Linked DNA regions of Sus scrofa: regions 2 and 3 are each linked to region 1. A link is a contact called in public HiChIP or PLAC-seq data. All regions are on one chromosome and are shown on one strand. Each heading gives the region's core, a stretch centred on a gene start, on an enhancer-like site or on the middle of the called end of the contact. The rest is flanking DNA. Distances are from core to core; before and after follow the strand shown. Region 1 overlaps LRIG1 (leucine-rich repeats and immunoglobulin-like domains protein 1). Region 2 overlaps SLC25A26 (S-adenosylmethionine mitochondrial carrier protein). Region 3 has its middle 200 kb from the start of LRIG1.

The links. HiChIP or PLAC-seq counts read pairs in DNA pulled down with a chosen protein or histone mark.
Region 2: an H3K27ac HiChIP or PLAC-seq map of skeletal muscle shows a contact between it and region 1. The contact joins two enhancer-like sites. A contact is called at or near these places in 3 of 47 Hi-C or Micro-C datasets (heart right ventricle and skeletal muscle) and 1 of 2 datasets of contacts at active chromatin or transcription factors (skeletal muscle).
Region 3: a contact with region 1 is called in an H3K27ac HiChIP or PLAC-seq map of skeletal muscle. The contact joins two enhancer-like sites. A contact is called at or near these places in 3 of 47 Hi-C or Micro-C datasets (epiblast stem cells and skeletal muscle) and 1 of 2 datasets of contacts at active chromatin or transcription factors (skeletal muscle).

The regions. Positions count from the first base shown.
Region 1 is chr13:47,977,318-47,980,240 of Sscrofa11.1, forward strand. All of the region lies in intron 2 of LRIG1 (leucine-rich repeats and immunoglobulin-like domains protein 1), which reads right to left. Among named protein-coding and RNA genes, the nearest start is that of LRIG1, 49 kb to the right of the region's middle. Within about 2 kb of position 1,349, at least 12 of the 83 cell types and tissues checked have an H3K27ac peak or open chromatin away from gene starts, as enhancers often do. A contact at or near this core is called in skeletal muscle, where this site is marked.
Region 2 is chr13:47,830,067-47,832,930 of Sscrofa11.1, forward strand. All of the region lies in intron 5 of SLC25A26 (S-adenosylmethionine mitochondrial carrier protein), which reads left to right. Among named protein-coding and RNA genes, the nearest start is that of SLC25A26, 88 kb to the left of the region's middle. Within about 2 kb of position 1,530, at least 2 of the 83 cell types and tissues checked have an H3K27ac peak or open chromatin away from gene starts, as enhancers often do. A contact at or near this core is called in skeletal muscle, where this site is marked.
Region 3 is chr13:48,230,859-48,233,873 of Sscrofa11.1, forward strand. No RefSeq gene overlaps it. Among named protein-coding and RNA genes, the nearest start is that of LRIG1, 200 kb to the left of the region's middle. Within about 2 kb of position 1,618, at least 12 of the 83 cell types and tissues checked have an H3K27ac peak or open chromatin away from gene starts, as enhancers often do. A contact at or near this core is called in skeletal muscle, where this site is marked.

The DNA of each region.
Region 1 (2,923 bases), core at 99-2,598:
ATCTGACGGCCCCCTAAATCAGATTGCTTCTGCTTCACCTTTTATCTCTCTACCCCCTCTGTGATCCATTTTCCCATCTAACAGGGATGCTGAAAATCCTCCAACAGTCTGAATCTCTACTAATAAATTTTCATAGCACCATAAATGTACATATTACTAGCAGAGACCCTCAGATCTTATCAGAGCAAGGAAAACTAAGGTCAGGGCCTGTTGCCAAGAAGCCAGCTTGCTTAAGAACTCTTCATTTCTTAGAGATTTAGTCCAAAACACAGACGTTGGGGTCATAATAATAATAGTGGTAGCTAATTTACTTAGTTAGGGCTTATCATGTGCCAGTCACGGCTCTAAGACCTCTTCAATATATTAACCCATCTTCAGAGCCCTATAGATAGGCCCTATGAACATGTCCATCGTACCAATGAGAAAACTGAATCACTCAGAGGTTACGTCCTTTGACCAAGGTCACCAGTTGTAAGTGGCAGTGACCCTGGGGCGAGGGGAGGGGCTACACCCAACTCTAGGTTCTTAACCATGATTTCTATTTCTCTGTAGCTGCAGCAGCAACTTTCCATGCATTACATAGCTGCATCATTACAACTCTAAATTAGGACCCAGACACTAGCACTGTTCCCTACCTTATAGGTAAGTTTTTTAAGTCAAGTCTCAGTTTAAGTCACAATCCCAGGGTGACACAGAAAGAGAGTGATACAGCCAAGGGCTGAACAAAGCACAACTGCAACTCAAGGAAAGCCACAAGCAGAAAAGCCAGCAGGCGGAAACTCCTAAGCCCTTAGATAACATGGTAGCTGTGTTTCAGTTGCTTGGGATCCGACTTGATCTTAAACCAGAGATAAACAGTAGGGACTTCTCTGCAAGGCAACTTTGGCTGAACGAGCTTGGTCTCAGGTCACCCCTACTGCACACACGACAGATTGCTACACCCAATTTCATGGAATAAGAAATGAGCAAGGAAAAGGGACATCATGACAACATTTCAAATCTTGACAAAAACGCTGGGAGCAGAGTGTAGAGCGGCCTCTGACCAGGGCTAAAGGTAACAGCATTTTATGTCTGGATCAGCAGCCCGGAGGCAGAAAGGGCAGGCTTTGAGCTCCACAGGGCTGCTTGGTTTATGAAAAGGAGAGTTGAAGCCCGGAGGAGATCTGCCAGGCCAGCTTAGTGCTCAATCATTTCTATTTAAAAAGAACCTCTAGTAAATCTAAGACTTAGCTCCACCACCACTGGCTCTCTCCTTGTTCGCTCTGTCCCCTGCTGAAATGAGAACACTATCCTCAAAAGGCAATGGAGGCCCACTCGCACTGAGACCAACTTGCCAGACTGAAATAGAGACCGGTCAAAAATAGCACTGCCAGAGCCGGGCAGGGAAGGGCCTTCGGGAAGCTCAGCACAGTCTCCACACACAAGGACGCTGTTGAAATTTAGGACAGCGTTTGATGAAATCTTCTGACTCTTGGGCTCTTCATCTTCCCCCCTTGACACTCCTCTCCCTACCCTGAGATGTGCTTCTATCCAAGGCCCTAAAAATCCTCCTAAAACATATGGCTTCTATAACTGAACCCTTTCCTGATGATTCAGGACCAAGAAACAGTGGAGAAGCTGCAGACATGAATAGTGGCCCAACCCTGGAGCTGGAAAAGGTGTGAAAAAGGCACATAGGGCTGCATGGACTGACTCCCTGCCTCCCTACCCACCTCCCCCTCCTGGGTCAGAACCTGGAGGTGGGCCTTTCCCAACCTTCTCAGCCTCCATTTATTTGACTTGGTTAAAGGACATATTTCCATTTTGCAAGATGTAAAAGGTTAGGATATTTCAGAGGACTTTCATTATTATGATTGTCTCAGTCAAATGAGGCATCAACAAACAATGAAAAACAAACTCATGGAGTCATTTGAGTTAGAGCGCTTGGGTACATGTGTGTGTTTTTTTTTTAATGTTGGGCTATATTTATTTACTTAAAAGCTGATTTAAGCACGCAGTACAATTTTCAAATGATTTCTCAAAACACACACCAGGAATACATATATATATATATATATATATATATATATAAACATACAGCTTCCTTGCCCTTCTGCCTCCAAGAGGAAGCTCCTGCTGTTGGCTGCTAGAGATGGACACGTGTTTTTCTTTCACACAGATGCTTGTGTGTTATACAGACTGTTCTGTCCCATTTCCCCACTAGTAATAGATCTTGGAGAGCTCCCCCCCCCTTTTTTTTTCTTTTCTTTTTACAGCTGCACCTGTGGTGTATGGAATTTCCCAGGCTAGGGGTTGAATTGGAGCCACAGCTGCAGGTTGACACCACAGCCACAGCAATGCTGGATCCAAGCAGTGTCTGTGACCTACACTGCAGCCTGCAGCAACACCAGATCCTTAACCCACTGAGCAAGACCAGGGATCAAACCCTCATCCTCATGGACACTATACTGGGTTCTTAACCCACTGAGCCACAATGGGAACTCCTCCCTAATTCTTTTAACAAGCAACCGAGTGCTCCTCCGTAATTTATTCAGCCAATCTGCTACTCCTAGACACTTTGGTTGTTTCCAAACACAAAGTGAGATGCCATTAATAGGCCATCCAAGTTAGGCCAAGGGTTGGAACATCAGTTCTACTTGTTTTCCTTTTTTCCTTTGGTCTTTTTGTCTTTTTAGGGCCACACCATTGGCATATGGAGGTTCCCAGGCTAAGGGTCCAATCAGAGCTGTAGTCTCCGGCCTACGCCACAGTAACTTGGGATCCAAGCCACGTGTCTGTGACTTACACCACAGCTCATGGCAATGCTGGATCCTTAACCCACTGAGTGCAGCCAAGTCCTCACGGATGCTAGTCAGGTTCTCGAACCACTGAGCCATGATGGCAACCACAGCAGTTCTTCTTGTATTTCAAACAGGAGAAGGTC
Region 2 (2,864 bases), core at 280-2,779, 150 kb before region 1:
CTGTGGTATGGGTTTAATCCCTGGCCCAGGAACTTCTGCATGCTGTAGGTGTGCACATAATAGAAAAATGATTCCCTAACGGTAACATGATTGGGATAATTTAATTAGTGGTGTAAACAGTTGAACTCCTGGTTAGAACTTGATACTAAGACACCGAGTTTGTGTCTTAAGGATAGAAGGATTTTTAGATTCATTATTTGCTTGACCCTCACCCCACTCTCCCCCCCATGTAAACTTTCACTTAACACTGATATAATCTGTATATGCCAGAGGCTATGGATGCAAGGAATGAAGGCAGAGTCACAGCCAACTTCAAGGAACTTACAGTTTTGAGGTTGGAAATCAAGTGTCTGCATCATTTAAAATAGGTTAGAGATTGTAAAATCAGTGAAGTAGGAAAGTATATCAGATGTACATCTTATTACAGATTTCCTCTGTAGTAGGACCCTCTATATAATTTGAGTCTAAAGTAACTTTTTAAGTACCAAAAATTTTGAACATTGAGGGGTGCCAGAAGCAAGCAAGACCAAATGCAACTGGAAATTCATACTATGGCTCAGCAAATAAATATTATGGACAGAGATATTATTCTGATATATGACTGATATGCCAGTCTGTTTATATTCAATGTGCCTTCAGTAGACAGTTTATTTTTCATAAGATTGGGAGAAGATAAAATCAGAAAATTTCTCGTTGACATAAGACTCTACTTATCTAGCATTCTTGTACCTTTTTGGTTTCTGATTAGTCACCTGTTCCTGTTACTTTGTTTTGCAGATGATTTGACTAAATTTGTTTAAAACTGTTGCCTACACTCCTGTTAAGTAGGTTGTCTTTGTAAGCATATAAATACCATAGACAAAACAGGACCAATATGACATGTCTTTATCATTTCAGGGCTCAGCTAAACTGAAGTCAGAGTACTGACATCAGCAATTCAGTCTTCAGTCAGATTTTGGAACAAATAATTGAGATTAAACTACTTCACCTTTCTTTTGGCAGTGACATTTATATAAAATAAAATTTGCTTTTTAACCATTTTAAGTCTAAAATTCAGTAGCATTAATTACATTCATTGTGTTGTACAATCACCACCGTCTGTTTCAAAAACTTTTTCAATTACCCCAAACATAAACTCTGTAGCCATGAAGCAGTAACTCCCCATTTCACCCACGCCCCAACCCCCAGTAACCTCTCATTTCCTTTCTGTCTCTGTGAGTTCGCCCCTTCTTGACCGTTCATGTAAGTAGATTATAAAACATTTGTCCTTCTGTGTCTGGCTTATTTTACTTAAGTATGGCATTTTCATGGTTTAGCCATATTGTAGTTTGTATCAGAACTTCATTCCTTTTTATGGCTAAATAATATCCCATGTAAGTATGTACCTCATTTTGTTAATCCAGTCATCTGTTGATGGACATTTGTGTTGCTTCCTTCTCTTTGGCTGTTATAAATAATACTACAGTGCCTTAGTCCATTTGGACTGTGTAACAAAATGTCACAGACTGGGTGGCTTACAAACAGCAGAGATTTATTACAGTTCTGACAGCTGGAAATCTGAGATCGGGGTGCCAGTGTGGTCAAGTGAGGGCCCTCTTCTGCCCTGCAGGTTTGTCAGTGTCACTTCACCTGGTGAAAGGAGCTAGGGAGCTCTGTGGAGTCTCTTTTATAAGGGCACACTAATCCCATTTACCAGGACTCCACCCTCATGACCTAATCACCTCCCAGAGGCACCATCTAAAACCATCACAGTGGGCGTTAGGCTGCCAGTGTGTGAACATTGAGGGGACATGAACACTTAGACAGTGGTGTGCAGTGAACGTTAGTATGCAGTTATCTGTTGGAAACTCTGCTTTCCAGTCTTGTGTATACACCTAGGAGTGGAATTCCTGGTTATATAGTAATTCTATGGTAAGCTTTTTGGGGAACCTCAGTACTTTCTTACAGTGGCTCCACTGTTTTACATTACCACCAGAACCATATGAGGGTTCCGATTCCTCTCAATACTTGTTAGTTTCCGGTTTTGATTATAACCATCCTAGTAGGTATGTCGTGGTATAAACCACTTGAATGTTTAAAAGTAAATTGAAGAAAATTGTTTATAAAGCTTTAAACTTTGTTTTAAAATGCTGAGTTCAACAATTTAAAAAAAAATTGTTGCCTTTAAAAATATTTTACATAAGTTATTGTTAGACCCTCTAGTTCTTTTCAATATTAACATTGGCCGTTTTTTATCCCAGTTGTCATGGTCTTTAAAATGTATGTAACTCATCTAAAAAAAAAAAGAAAAAAAGTAAACTAGTGAAATAGAAACAGTTTTTTTGGGAAAAAAAGAAACTTATTATAAATTAATGCCAGCCTGTAATCCAACCTTGGGAAGATAATGGGATTCTCCAAACAGGTTATATATATCGGCTTATACCTGCAGTTCTCAAAGTGTGATCCATGGACCAAGGGCATCAGCATCCCTTGGGAATTAAATTTAGATGCAAATTTTCAGGCCCTCCCTAAGTCAGAAGTGTGAAGGATACGCCTAGAGTCTTTATTTTAGCACAGATAATCTATTCTTTTATTTCATTTTATTTATTTATTTTTTTAGTTCTGCACCCACAGCATATGGAAGTTCCCGGGCTAGGGATTGAGTAAGAGCTCCAACTGCAGCCCATGCCACAGCCACAGCAACACTGAATCTGAACTGCATTTATGTGGCAGCTTGCGGCAACATCAGATCCTTAACCCACTGAGTGAGGCTAGGGATCAAACCCTTATCTTCACAGACACTATGTCAGGTGCTTAACCCAATGAGCCACAACAGGAACTCCAACACAGATAATTAAGATGATTATGATGCATGCCAAAGTTTA
Region 3 (3,015 bases), core at 368-2,867, 250 kb after region 1:
TCACAGCCTCCAAGATTTGTAACCTCCCAACAGAAGAGATGTTGCCTTTATTCATCATTGCACCTTCTAATGTGGTGCTTGGTAGGGGGCTCAGAGACTGCTTAACTGCAGCTCAGAGTTCCAGGTCAGTGTCATTCCTTAGAACTTTCTGCAGAAATGTTAATAATTTTTCGTGTCACAGCCGGCTATTGAGCATTTGAAAGTTGGCTGGATGGATATAGGAGCTGATGTAAAGATTTTATTTTACTTTATTTATTTATTTATTTTTGCCTTTTTGCCTTTTCTAGGGCTGCACCCGTGGCATATGGAGGTTCCCAGGCTAGGGGTGTAATCGGAGCTGTAGCTGCCAGCCTATGCCAGAGCCACAGCAACGCAGGATCCGAGCTGCGCCTGGAACCTATACCACAGCTCACCACAGCACAGGATTCTTAAGCCACTGAGAAAGTCCAGGGATCGAACCCGCAACCTCACGGTTCTTAGTCAGATTCGTTAACCACTGAGCCATAATGGGAATGCCGAGATTTTTATTAATTAATTTTAATTCATTCAAATTTAAATAGCCACACAGGGCTGGTGGCTATGTATTGGACAGCAGATTTCTTAACCACAAAATCAGGAAAATAATTCACCATCTGTTTATCCTATAAAGCTGTGGTAAGGAATAAACGAAACAATAGAAATAAAAGGTAGCATCTTGTGATGAAATCAGATGACCAGGTTTAAATCCCAGCTCCAACCCCTGCTATCTTGACCTTCTGTATGTTTATTCAACCTCCCCAAGCATTAGTTTCCTCATATGAAAAATGTGTTTAATGGTAATGCTCTCTTACAGAGTGGTCAAGTGGATTAAATAAGATAATAGATGTAAAGTGCTTAGTACATTACTTGACACAGAGTAAACCCTCAACAAGTGGTAACATTTTTGTTTTTAAAAATGGGAGTGTTCTGGAAAGCACAGAGCTCTGCAGAGGGGAAAGGTATGATGATCAGCAGGAAATGAAATGGCCTGAGGTTGGTCCTCAGAGCTGTGCCTTCTCTTGAGAAGACATGGCTGTGTTAGACCGTTCCCTTTCGTAGTCCCCTTTGTGATCATTTATCAGACAGCTCATGAATATCTGATGCTTCAGGTGTACCCATGAAATATGTCTCAGCTCTTGGAACCAGCTTGGCTTTCCTGGGGTAACAGGCATGCTGTCCTTGCCCTTGTGGTGGAGGCTGGGATGAAGTCTGCTCCCTAGGTCTCCTCCGGTCTCCTAACACAGGTAGTTTGCCTTGGAGACTTCGCAGCAGAGACAGGCTTTGTCTGGACAAGCATGGGTTGGCCTGGCTAGCGCGGCAGCAAACCTCCTTGGTTGTTTCTCTAGGGGTTGGCGGCTAATCCCCTTTTCTGTTTATCCCCTGAGGGGCTCAGGCTCTAGGCGTGGGCTCTAGACCACGGGGCTTGGGGGAGAGAAAAAACAGATGTTCTGGGGACTGTCATTGCCACAGGCACTGGCCCTGTTTGCAGTGTTGTTATTGATAGGGCCTCTGAGATGGCACGAGTTTCAAGTTGTCAAGGACAGCCCCCTGGCTCTAGTTACTGAAGCTGTCACCAGCATTTTATAGTTGCCTGAGAGCTGCCAGCCTGGGAAAGTTCACATTGCTGGAAAAGAAGCACCTCCTTTCTCCCAGCCTGGTGCCAGAGCAAGAGAGCTATTCACGGAAGCTGGGAGTCCATCCCAGTCCTCACTTTTTTATGGCCTCAACTTTACCCCATGACCACCATACAGATCCATTCTGCAGGAGGGAAGCAGAGGAAAAGAGGGCTTTAAGGACTCCTTCAGCAAATAATTAATGAGAGGAGCAAAGGCAATTGCTGATAGTTGTGGAGTGAGCCTGGGCACCTTATTAGGTATTGACTTGTTTACTGGCTGCCTTTGCCAGTAGAAAATAAGCTCCACGAGGGCAGGGATTTTCAACTAGTTTGTTCATCATTGTGTCCCCAAATCATGGCACAGTGTCACTCCTGAATAAGTCTGTGTTGAATAAATGAGTAATTCTCTCCTTACTGATGAGTCAATTTTTTAAAATAGAAGTATACAATGTTTCAAGTATACAGCAAAGTGATTCAGTTATACATATGTAATTTTTCAGATTCTTTTCCATTACAGATTATTACTAGGTATTGAATATAGTTCCCTGTGCTATACAGTAGGTCCTTGTTAGTTAGTTATACAGTGGTATGTATTTGTTAATCCCAACTTCCTAATTTATCCCTTCACACCCTTTCCCCTTCAGTAACTATAAGGTTGTTTTCTCTATTTGTGAGTCTATTTCTGTTAAATGTTACAAACCAAACATGTATCCCGAAAGCCCTTGACTACACATCTGCCAGTAAAAGAATAAGAAATATCAGTGTGGCAAACACATTAAAACACAGACTCAAGGAGGCCCCATAACTTTCCTCCTTCCTCTCTCCCTCCTTGCTCCTTCCTTCTTTCCTCTCTTCACTTGCTCACTTTTCCATTCATCTAATATTCATGGAGCACGAGTAGCAAGTTACTCTGTAGTATATACATTGATAAACTGACTTGTCTTTGCTCATCCAGTGTGTTGGAAAAAAAAACCAGGGGCCCCTCTACTGTGTGAAAGATGAAGGTTTATTGGTGCTTGGGGAATTTGCTGAAAGATAGGATTAAAACTAGAGTTACAAGTCGAACTAGGCAATTTGTAGCCATGTTCAGAAGATCTCCCAAGGGGGGAAAATGTCAGAAGGCAAGAGAGAATTTTCCTCTGATATTTTTATGGTAGGACTATTTCCTGGACTAACTCACAGATTCAAAACATCCAACACAAATCCACTCTATTGAAAAGACAAACTAAATTCTTCTTGAACACAAAGAATATGATATTAGCTGGTGATATAAATAGTTCAGGGTCTGGGGTGACCAAAATAGAGAATATTGGTCCAAAGCAGGAGTCAGCAAACTATGGTCTAAAGACTAAGTCTGGCCCATAACCTCTTTTTATAAATAT